2 separate regions of the Sus scrofa genome follow, and region 1 is linked to region 2. The links are chromatin contacts, called in public HiChIP or PLAC-seq maps. All regions are on one chromosome and are shown on one strand. The core of a region is the stretch at or near the end of the contact, and the rest is flanking DNA. Distances in the headings are between cores, read along the strand shown. Region 1 has its middle 84 kb from the start of ADPGK. Region 2 has its middle 32 kb from the start of NEO1.

Region 1 (5,480 bases), core at 1,638-4,137, 170 kb after region 2:
CTGCCTTGATCTCATTGGTCAGAACTGTATGTCTTATGTCCTCTACTCACAAGGAAACAGTCTTTTTTGTTTTCCAAGCTCTATAATAGGAATGTTCTAGAGAAGCTTTTGCGTAGCCAATTCCCATTGTCTTCCCCAGGGGGGAGTGTGGGAGAGAGCGTTTCTGGCAGGGGGCACAGCATGTGCAAAGGCTTGAGCATTCCTGCTGCATTCCTAGGGCTGACAACCGTGCTGGGACATAGAAGCCCTCACCAGACACCTGCTGGATGAATAAACAGAGAGATGAAGTGAGAGCTTAGCATGGTAGAAAAGCTACGAGAAATTCAGGGTGGCTATATCATAAACTACAAGAGAGGAAGCAGCCAGATGAGGCAAGAGGATTATGTGGGAGGCTAAACATGCTGGGCCTTGTGCTTGGATCTTTATCCTGTGATGAATGAAGAGCCTTTGAAGAGTTGTCTGCAGGGATATAACTTGGTTAGATTTGTGTTTCAGGAAGATTATGCTGGGTTTGGGGAGGGGCAAGTTTTGGAGGTACTCAAGACAAAAGGTAAGGAACCCATCTGGAGCCCATCATGATGTCCAAGCTAGAGAAAATGGTGGCCCAGAAGAGTACTGAGGTAAGGGGATTGGAAGGAAGAGCTCAGAAACTGGAGATGTTTTGGAGGCAGAACTGAGTGCACACAGCAATGGGTTAAACATGGGAGAAAAGAGAAAAGTTAATGACCGCTTCAAAATTCCTGGCTCAGTTTACGGGGTCCATGGCACTACCACTCACTGAGTTGGGAAACATAGACATAGCAGGTTTGGATTTGGAGAAGGGTGATGATGACTGCAGTTTGGATGTTATACCAGACCCTGTTATGCACACTGCCCAAGATTTTCTCATCCTCACCTGCCCCCAGGTTTTAGTCACCATTTCAATGGAGATCCCCAGCTGCAATCACCAGTGCCCACTCACCTCATCTCTCATCAGGTTGGACTTGGAACAGTACTCTTTAGCTATTTGAACTGCTTCTAGGGCTGCCATGGTCACGGCACTGGCTTCAAGGTAGTAGACAGGTAGTAGAAGGGTAGTAGGCAGTGTAATAGACAGGACTGGGGTGGCTCTGCCACCAGCACGTTCTCCACATGTTCCACAGGCAGCTGTCGCAAATGGTCAATTCTATCCCACCCACCCCAGCTCCTGCAGCCTGACCAGCAGATTCCCAGGTGATGCTCCATTCCCAATTCTCTGTATACCATAATGCACTGCAGCACCTCTGCCTCCTCCCACTCTGTCTATATCAATAGCTCCTTCAAGCTCCAGCCCTCCTTAGACTTGGCTGGACCCACTGGAGCTCTGGCTTCTCTGATCAACTTTAGGCTCAACTGGAGTAACAAACTGGAAGCCTGTGATCTAGTTTCTCCATCGAATGCCTGGAGGGGTCAGTCAACACAACCCAGAAATGCATGGGAGTTAATAATCATAAAGCAGACCTGATCCATGAGGTACAGGAGGAGAAAGGAAGAAGCCATCAGATAAATCTCTCTCTCCATGCCTCCTCCCCCAAAGGAGTGTCCTCCAAGGCAAAGTTCTTCTGTAAGACCTGTTTACAGGACATTCCATGTGCCCAGGCAACATGAAGCTGTGGCTAGTTTGGTGTATTAGTTTCCAGAACTGCTATAACAAAGCACCACAACTGAATGGTTTAAAAGAATGAAAGATTATCCTCTCACAGTTCTGGAGGGCAGAAGTCTGAGTCAAAGTGTTGACTGGGCTGTGCTCCCTCCCAAGTCTCTAGGAGAGAGTCCTTCCTGGCCTCTTCCAGCGTGTGGTGGCCACACATGTTCCTTGGTTATGGCAACATCACTCCTGTCTCTGCCTCTGTCTCCACAGCCTTCTCCCCTCTGTGTCTGTGTCTCTGTGTGACCTTGCCTTTTCTAATAAAGACCCCAAACACATTGGATATAAGGCCCACCCTAATCCAGTAAGACTTCCTCTTAGCTAGTTATGTCTGTAAAGACCCTCTATCCAAATAAGGGCACACTGACACGTCCTGCAGGTTAGGACTTTGGCATGTATTTTGAGGGACACAATGCAACTCAATAACAAACAGTTGGTAACATACCAACTTGTATTTGCTTCCTGCTTTCCCTGTCTCATTTACCTTTTTTCTATCAGTCTGTGCTACCATGAAATTGCATCTCCCATGAAGCCTTATTAAATGCATTTTGACTCAGGATATATTTCCTAGGATATCTATGCAAAAACATGTTGATTTGGGGACATTCAAGTAGAGATAAATATCAGGTGGTTAAAACTGAAGCACAGAGGAAAGGTCTGGACTGGAGGAATCAATTATAGTGTGGATCTGTTTTGTTCATTCTGTATACTTCTCTCTTCTTCTTTTAACAGGACCTCACTCTTCCTGTAGAAATCCATCTTCCATAATTCCTTGTGGTCCTGGGAGGTTGGCAACAAAGGGCCACCACCGCCACCCCAAATTCCTTGCAAATGCCATTGAGTAGGCGTATGACTCCAGATTAACCAGAGCCCCTTCTTGGGAATGAAATAACAATTTTGGGAGAGAGAAGTTCTTTCCTTCCTTCCTCCAGAGTGATAAAACCTTGAACTATCTATAGCCACTCCTCTGCCCCTCACTCCTACCACATGAGGAAGCCAGTCTGCAATAGAAGATAATGAGGCAAATATAGTGATAGAAACAGAGCCCTGCTTCCCCCCCACAAAAAAAAGAGGGAGAGAGATGCTTGACAACATTATTTGAGTCCCCAAATCCAGAAATGTCTGAGGTCAGTGCCATTTCTAAACTAGTCTGTTATACTAGCCAAAATGTTCTCTCTATTTTTGCTTGAGCTAGTGTGAATTGAGCTTCTATCATTTGCAGCCAAAATTCCTCAGTGTATAAATGGCATCATGATTAGATGCTAACAGAAGCAATTAGATGCTAAATATATAGGCTGACGAGAGCAAAAATGACAAAGGCAGAGGCCCATGGAGAAGGAACATTTGAGCAGTAGTCAGAGAAAGCATGAAGAGAGACTGAAGTGTAGCAGTCAGAGAGGTAGGGAGAAAATGAGGAAGGTGAGATCCTGGAAGACAGAGGAAGTGAGACTTGTGAGAAGGGCATGGTCAATGTCATCAAGTGCCACTGAGAACCAAGCAAAAAAGAAAAGGAAAATTCCATCGGATTCAGTGGCGAAACACCCCTGGTGATCTTGATGAAAGTAGCCTCAATGGACAAGAAGGGGCAGAATTTTGATGGCCAAGTGTTGAGGGGTAAGTGAGGCAGAAAGACAACAAGTGTAGAAACCCTCAAGAAATTTGGTTGCAAAGGGAGAAGAGGTGGGATAATGACAGCTGGAGAGGACACAGTGGTGTCAATGAAGATTTTTTTTAAGATAACGAAGACCTGAACATATTTCAATATGGATGGGAAGAGACCAACAGGGAGGTAAAGACTGCAGCTATAAGTAAGGAAGAGGAAAGAGAGGTCCCGGGGAAGGTGGGAGGGGCCAGAATCTAGGAGGCAGGCCTCCGTGGTAACAGGAGATAAAGAGGGGATTGGAGGCACAAATTCAGATAGGTTTGAGGTTTGATGGCAGAAAAGCAGGGGAATTTTATCTGTGAGGCAGCAGCGAGATTATTGCTGATGGTGGCAGGAGGCTGAGAGGTAATGGGCGGAGGAATGGTCAGGTTGGAGGTTTGAGGAGGATTGGAACAGCCTGTGCGGAGAACAGGAAACAGAGCCCCTGAGGAAACCTAAAAGGGATGACCTGACCTGTGGAGGAACCAGGTAACCACAGACCATGGATGTGCAGTGTCCTTGGGGTGCATTCCTGTGACAGACTTCGGAGCCATGCACAGCAGTGTTGGGATAGGCGCACAGAAGCCAAATGGCTCTGCCCAGGCAGGGTTGGGTTTTACGGGACTGTGGGACAACGGAGGAGAGGCTCTTGGAGGGCTGGGTGAGGAGGAAAGTTTGGGGGTACTACAGGAGGAGGCCAAGAGAGAGGTTCAAAGTGGAAGGTCAAGGACCTGGAAGCAGGCAACTGGAGAACAGGTGTAGAGGGTGTGTTTGGGCCAACCAGACACCACCGCCTACCCCCACCACCCACCTGCAATCTTGGTCTCCTTAATTAGATTATGAGTTTCTTGATATGTAGGGTTACTTGGCCACTGATGATACAGAAATGAGGATAAACAATAGATATGTACATACATAGATACATAGATAGATAGGCAGGTTCTTACAGCTTGTTTCTCAGTCATCCATTTGTTATATTCATTACATACTGCTTCGTAACAAATGACTCCAAAACGTAGTGGTTTAAATGAACAACATTCATCATCTCACAGTTTCTGTGGGTCAGGAATCAGGGCACAGCTCAGCTGGGTCGTCTGGCTCAACCATCTCATGAAGCTGCACTCAAGGTTGTCTGCCTGGTCTGCAGTCACCTCAAAGCCCAACCGTCCTGGTTGTTGACAGGGGTCAGCTTTTCACTGGCCGTCATCTGGAAGCCACTCTCAGGTCCTTGCCACCTAGACTTCTCCGTAGGGAAGCTCACAATATGGCATCTAGCTTCATCAGAGCAAGCAAGTCAATGAGGGGGAGGGGGAGGAGGGAGAGAGGTGGAGTGACACCTTGTGTAACCTAATCTCAGAAGTGACATCCATCACTTCTGCCTCATTCTACTCATGAGAGGTGAGTCACTAGCTCCAGGCTCACATTCAGGGGAGAGACTTGCACAAGAAACTGAACACCAGGAGGTGGGATCCTTGGGGGCTGTTTTGGAAGCTGCCAACCACGTCCATTCATTCATTCAGCATTTATTTAATGTGGACCTGCTCTGTCCATGCTGAGGGTGGAAGACAGAACACAATGGTGACTGTCACTTGAAGATTATGGCTTGGAAGGTGACACATAAATTAACCAAAGAAACACACACAAATGTAAGTCAAGAGCTACTACAGAAAACGCCCCCAAGAGGTGGTGAGTGGTGAGGATGGAACAGCACTTGGTACCATAAGAGCATTTCACCAGGGCACTGGGCCAGGGCCTCCCTGGGAAGGGATGACAGGAAAGCGAGCTAACGCGTGAGGTAAGGCCAGGCATAAGCTGGGTGGTGAACGCAGGAGGGAGTGGCAGGGAGTGCACAGCTGGCCAGAGGAATGGCATCATCTAGACACGCTGGGGTGCGTGTGGGCCAAGAGCATGTGTGTGTGCGTGTGTGTGTTCACCTGTGCATGCACGCACGCACACACACATGCATTCTGGTCCTGGGCAGACTTGGGTGTTTACACTGTATGAGTGGACGTTGTGGGTAAACAATACCACTCAGTACACACAGAGACTCGAAAGAAGGGACAGGAAGGTGGCAGAGAGGACAGAATCTGAGCAGCACTGTCTCTGAACTTTCAGAAATATGTTTCTTCCTCCTTCTCCCCACTCTCCCACCCTCCTGTACCCTCTCTGGGA
Region 2 (5,145 bases), core at 301-2,800:
CTATTGCCATAGTAACCTACACATGGCCAGGCAGCTTCCTGGGCCTTTCTTCCTGGGGAAACCTCTTACCCTTCTCCCCTCCTGGTTCTAGGATGACCTAGGATATACAGACTGTGCCCTAGGGAGCAGAAAGTCAAGGAGCTGCCCTTCTTCTTTTTCAATCAGAGCCTTGCCCCAGACTCAGCCCTGGGGTGCTTTCTGGCCTAAACTCAGCTGCTCCTGCTAGGGTTCTGTTGCTATTTGAAAGGAAAAAACAACAACCAGTGATCTGAGATTTCTACCTGCTCACCAGGTCTAAATGCAGCTTTTGCCAAGAGCTGATACCTGCTCTTGCTCATCCATCTGGTGAAGGGACACAACGTTCCCAAAGTGGAATCTTTGAGGGGGGCATCCAGGCCTATAGAATCATGTTCATTCATAGAGGAATGGGAAAAGGGATCTCCCAGGAAAGAGCCACTGCCCAGCAAGGGGCATTAAGTTTGCCCTTTGGGGTCCAGAGGTAGTGAGGGTATGCAGGTATTTAGGCTGGTTGTGAGAAAACCTACAGCACCATCTGATGGTAAGTCCCTGGGTATCCTCTTAGGAAATGTGGAAAGTACTGCCAGCATCACCCAAATCCTAGTGTGACGTTTCTTTGACATTGCAAAGCTACCATCACTTTAACATAAACTTCTGAAGAAGTACAATTTCACCCACTCTTTGAACTAAGGTGTTCAAAAATTCCTTTAAGGTTGTTTTGTTTGGATCATGTTTTCATCTGCCAAGCATCTATCCTTTTGGAAATGTGTCCCTCTCTCACACCATGTAATTCTGGGCAAGACCTGCCCCTTCCATTACAATCCCCAGGTAGACCCTCTCTCACGAGTATTTGAATCTGGAGTGGGAATAAGACAGATGGAACTGGGCTTTCCCCAAAAACTGTTGCACTGGAGGAAGGCAGCACCTCCCTTGTGTTACAGACAAGAAAACAGACTCAGAAGAGTAAATATTTTGTCCAAGGTCCCACCCTACTAAATGGCAGAGTGAGGATCTGAACCCATTCTCTGTGACCCCAAAGCCCATGTTTGTTCTGCTCAAGAGTCTCCATACATAGGAATTCCTGCTGGTGTGCAGTAGGGTTAAGAATATGACTGCAGTGGCTCGGGTCTCTGTGGAGGCATGGGTTTGATCCCTAGCCCAGCACGGTGGGTTAAAAGGATTTGGCATTGCCGCAGCTGAGGCATAGGTTGCAGCTGAGGCTTGGATTTATCCCTGGACTGGGAACTTCCATATGCCATGGGTGCAGCCATAAAATTAAAAAAAAAAAAAGTTTCTGTATACAAAGTACTTATTTCCACCACATACAATGGAGAAGTTTGGGGGAAATGGCTCTAGTGCTTGGTCCTTCATTCAGTGAGTTTGATGTGGGAGCACATATGAGATTCAGTTCTTTCGCGTGTATATGCCTAGTGTCATGGTATTTCATCTCCCCACCTGGTTGCAAGTCCCTGAGTCAGCTTATCCTTGAGTTTCTCACACTTCCTGCTATCAGTCAAGGAAGGGTTGGCAATCTTTTCAGTTGCACGCTCTTCTCAGATTTCAGGTCTGCCCTCATCTTCATCTCCATTAAACAGGTGCCATCCTAGGCATGTGCTTGATTTTCCTGAACCTTTCTTTTCTCACCCAATTTCTGTGTCCCACTGGAGTCCCTCCTACCCCACCCCAACTGCCTATCAAAGCAGGCTGAAAGCCAGCGCGTCCCAGTAAATACTGAAATTGTTCTTGTGTTTTGTCACTCGACATTATGCTTTAACCAAATAAAGCATGTCTGCTGAGGGCACTGGAACCTCTTCAGAGATGGTTTATTTTCATACGACCTGAGAGCTTTCTTCCTGATGAATCAGCACTGCTGCTTTGCTCTCAATGCTCCAGCAGTAACAAGGCACAAAGACTGTCAAGCTTCAGCCCATAAGTGACTCTAAATGCACCTATTATTCCACTGTTTTTCCAGCTGATTCCTCCTGAGTTCAATACTCTGTTCTCGGCAGTCGTAAGCATCCGTGTATCTTGCTGAAGGCTCACAGGGTTTGAAAAAGCATTTGATTTCCTGGGTATGCTGCGTGCTTTGGGCAAACAAAACCAAACAAACAGTTCTTATTTGAAAATCGTATTCTTTTCGTAATCCTCAAAGGGGAAACTTATATGCAGTGTCAACCTCCTCCAATTAGCCCAGAGGCATATGTCAAGCTGTTTCTGTGAAGATAAACTCCAGGAAAAAAGACCTGCTTGACGCACCCTTCGTGGACTTGAAAAACACTTTTAGTGCTGTGTAGTTGCCTGCCATGATGGACTTAGAGACAATGGAAGGTGCGCAGTCATTTAACATAGCTTGAGCACAATTATTTCCTCTTCGGGGCCCAAGGGTCATGATCAGATGTGCTTGGGTTAATTCCTGCTGTCACTTCTCTGCTTCTGCTATGGACTCCATCAACTCTTGCCTCCCTCCCATCCCCCTTTTATTTAAAGTGCCTGTCTTTCTAGGCACTGTGGGAGGGAAACACAAGAAATGGCCAAATAGATCCCTTTTAAGGGCTTCTCAATACCAGTAATGTAAGCAGATTGTATCACTGGCGGCCGGACCCTGAAGAGAATTTCAATTCTAGCAGAAGGAGATGGAAATAGGCTTTTAAAAATCCTTCCTCGCCGAATCCTAACCTGCTTGGGAGCTGGCTGCCCACTTTTGCTGGTCTCCTAGCAACCAAGCCCCTTCCTCTGCAGGCACTGCTGCTGTCCATAGGGCCAGACTTGGGAGAGTTAGCCTCTCTCCAGCACAGGGCAAGGATGTCACCGAGGGAACAGGCGTGAGCACCTGGAGAAATTGCTAAATGGTCTGTAAATTCACCATGAGGATGACAGTCTAAACGGGGCCACCTTTCACACATTTTTCAGGGGATCTTGGGATTTAAATTCATCCTTCTGCTTCCTTCCAATAATAGCTTGCATGGGTGGAATGCTTTGTATTTTTCAAAACACTTTTGCATCCATTACCTCATGCAGTTCCCCAGAAAAGCTTTCAGAGACCTCAACAATGGGGAAAGGCATAGGGAAACTGTATATGAGTTCACTTTTAGATGCTTTTAAAGGACCCAAGAAGAAATTCCAGGTCATTCAATTAGAAGGGTAGAAACATGTGGGGTCAATTCCAAAGCCCAGTCTTTATTATTATTACAGTAGTAGCAGTGGCAGTGGCAGCAGTAGCAGTAGCAGCAGCAACAGTAGTAGTAGTTGTAGTAGCAGCAGTAATTGTAGCAGCAGTAGTAGCAGCAAAAGCAGTAGTAGCAGTAGTAGTAGCAGCAACAGCAGTAGTAGCAGCAGCAGCAGCAGTAGTAGCAGTAGCAGTAGTAGCAGCAGCAGCAGCAGCAGTAGTAGCAGTAGCAGTAGTAGCAGCAGCAGCAGTAGTAGCAGTAGCAGTAGTAGCAGTATTAAGAGAACGTTCTGGCCAGCTAAATTTAGCCTCATGCCTAGGAATTTTGAGTAGCGCCCAGGAAAGATGATGTGTTCTCTATCATTCTTGTCCCTTTCCCAGCAGCCACTATTGGAGTTAAAAGTGATAGAAGTTTCTCTCTCTCTTTATTTAATGGCCACACCCACAGCATATGGAGTTCACGGCCAGGGACTGACTCTGAGCCACATCTGTGTCCTACGCTGCAGCTCTGGTAACATGGGAACAACAGAACTCACTGAACTGGGCCAGGGTGGAACCTGTACCTCAAAAACAACCCAAGCTGCTGCAGTTGGATTCTTAACCCACTGTGCCGCAGCAGAAACTCTAAAGTCTCTTTGTTTTTAACAGCCTTATTGTGAATTTTACCTATACCATTCTTCCCTTCTGGTGAAAAGAGGAAAAACTGGAGTTCCCGTTGTGGCTCAGTGGGAACCATTCCAACTGGTATCCATGAGGACAAGGGTTTGATCCCTGGCCTACTCAGTGGGTTAAGGATCTGGCATTGTTGCATGCTGTGGTGTAGGTCACAGATGCAGCTCAGATTTGTCATTGCTATAGCTGTGGTGTAGGCCGGCAGCTGCAGCTCTGCTTTAACCCCTTCAGTGGGAAATTCCATATGTGGCCCCCACCCCCAACTCCCCCAAAAAGGAAAAACGAAATGGAGAAAAAGCTCTATGTTAGTCTGCTCAGGCTGCCATAACAAAAATAGCTCAGATTGGGCGGCTTCACCAACAAAAAGTATTTCTCACAGTTCTGGAGGCTGGAATGTCCCAGATCAAGGTCCGGCCAGGTTGTGTGCTTGGTGAGGCCCCTCTTCCTGGGGGGATGGCTGCCTTCTCTGCAACCTCGCATGATGGAGCTTGAGCTCTGGTGTCTCTTCCTCTTCTTAGAAGGGTATCTGATGTATCAGATCAGGGCTCCACCCTTATGATCTCTAACAAAAGTCACATCCTGAAGGGCCCCAACTCATACAGTCACATGGGGAGTGTGGGCTTTAATATATGAATTCGGGGGCTGAGGCACAACTCAGAACCTATCAAGCTCCTTCATTCTTCTGCAGAATGGAAGGAAGAGAAGCAAAAATCATCCCCTTTACTTAGAAACCCTGCAAAATCTCCCTTAGCTGGTGATGGAGGCTGGTCTCTGAGCTGTGGGTCAGGAAATTTGGCCCAGTGACAAAAATGTTTGTTTGTGTTCCCCCCTCTTGTGGGTGGAGTGGAACCCTTTGAAAGGAGTTATTGATTCTCTGTGGTTTACAACATCTTTATCATTTTAATAGTGTTCAAACAAAGAACACGATTGTTCTAAACAACTCTGCTATGAAACATGGGGTCTGAAAATGCCACTGAGGAAAGATGCTTCCACCATCTCGTTTCTCACATCACAGTCCCCAGCAGCCCAAGTGAGTTGGGAGAGACGGCAGCTGGAGAACACAGGGTGACCTCTTCATCACCACGTGAGAAACCAGCTGCAGCCACGGTGATACCCCAGGTGCCAGGAAGACCAGAGATGGTAGTCTTCTGGGAAACACGCACTCCCGCACTCTTGCCCTGGCTGTTGATGTCATCTTCTCGCCAGCGCTTCTGGTTGTCAGACTGAAGGGAGAAATGAGGACGCTGTTTTGCAGACACAACAGCAGGCTCTTCACCACATCACGGAAG

Evidence for each region. HiChIP or PLAC-seq counts read pairs in DNA pulled down with a chosen protein or histone mark.
Region 1: a contact with region 2 is called in an H3K27ac HiChIP or PLAC-seq map of skeletal muscle, with 4 times the contacts expected there. The contact joins two enhancer-like sites. A contact is called at or near these places in 1 of 47 Hi-C or Micro-C datasets (embryonic fibroblasts) and 1 of 2 datasets of contacts at active chromatin or transcription factors (skeletal muscle).

Annotation. Positions count from the first base shown.
Region 1 is chr7:60,496,839-60,502,318 of Sscrofa11.1, forward strand. No RefSeq gene overlaps it. Among named protein-coding and RNA genes, the nearest start is that of ADPGK, 84 kb to the right of the region's middle. Within about 2 kb of position 2,888, at least 1 of the 83 cell types and tissues checked has an H3K27ac peak or open chromatin away from gene starts, as enhancers often do. A contact at or near this core is called in skeletal muscle, where this site is marked.
Region 2 is chr7:60,329,486-60,334,630 of Sscrofa11.1, forward strand. No RefSeq gene overlaps it. Among named protein-coding and RNA genes, the nearest start is that of NEO1, 32 kb to the left of the region's middle. Within about 2 kb of position 1,551, at least 6 of the 83 cell types and tissues checked have an H3K27ac peak or open chromatin away from gene starts, as enhancers often do. A contact at or near this core is called in skeletal muscle, where this site is marked.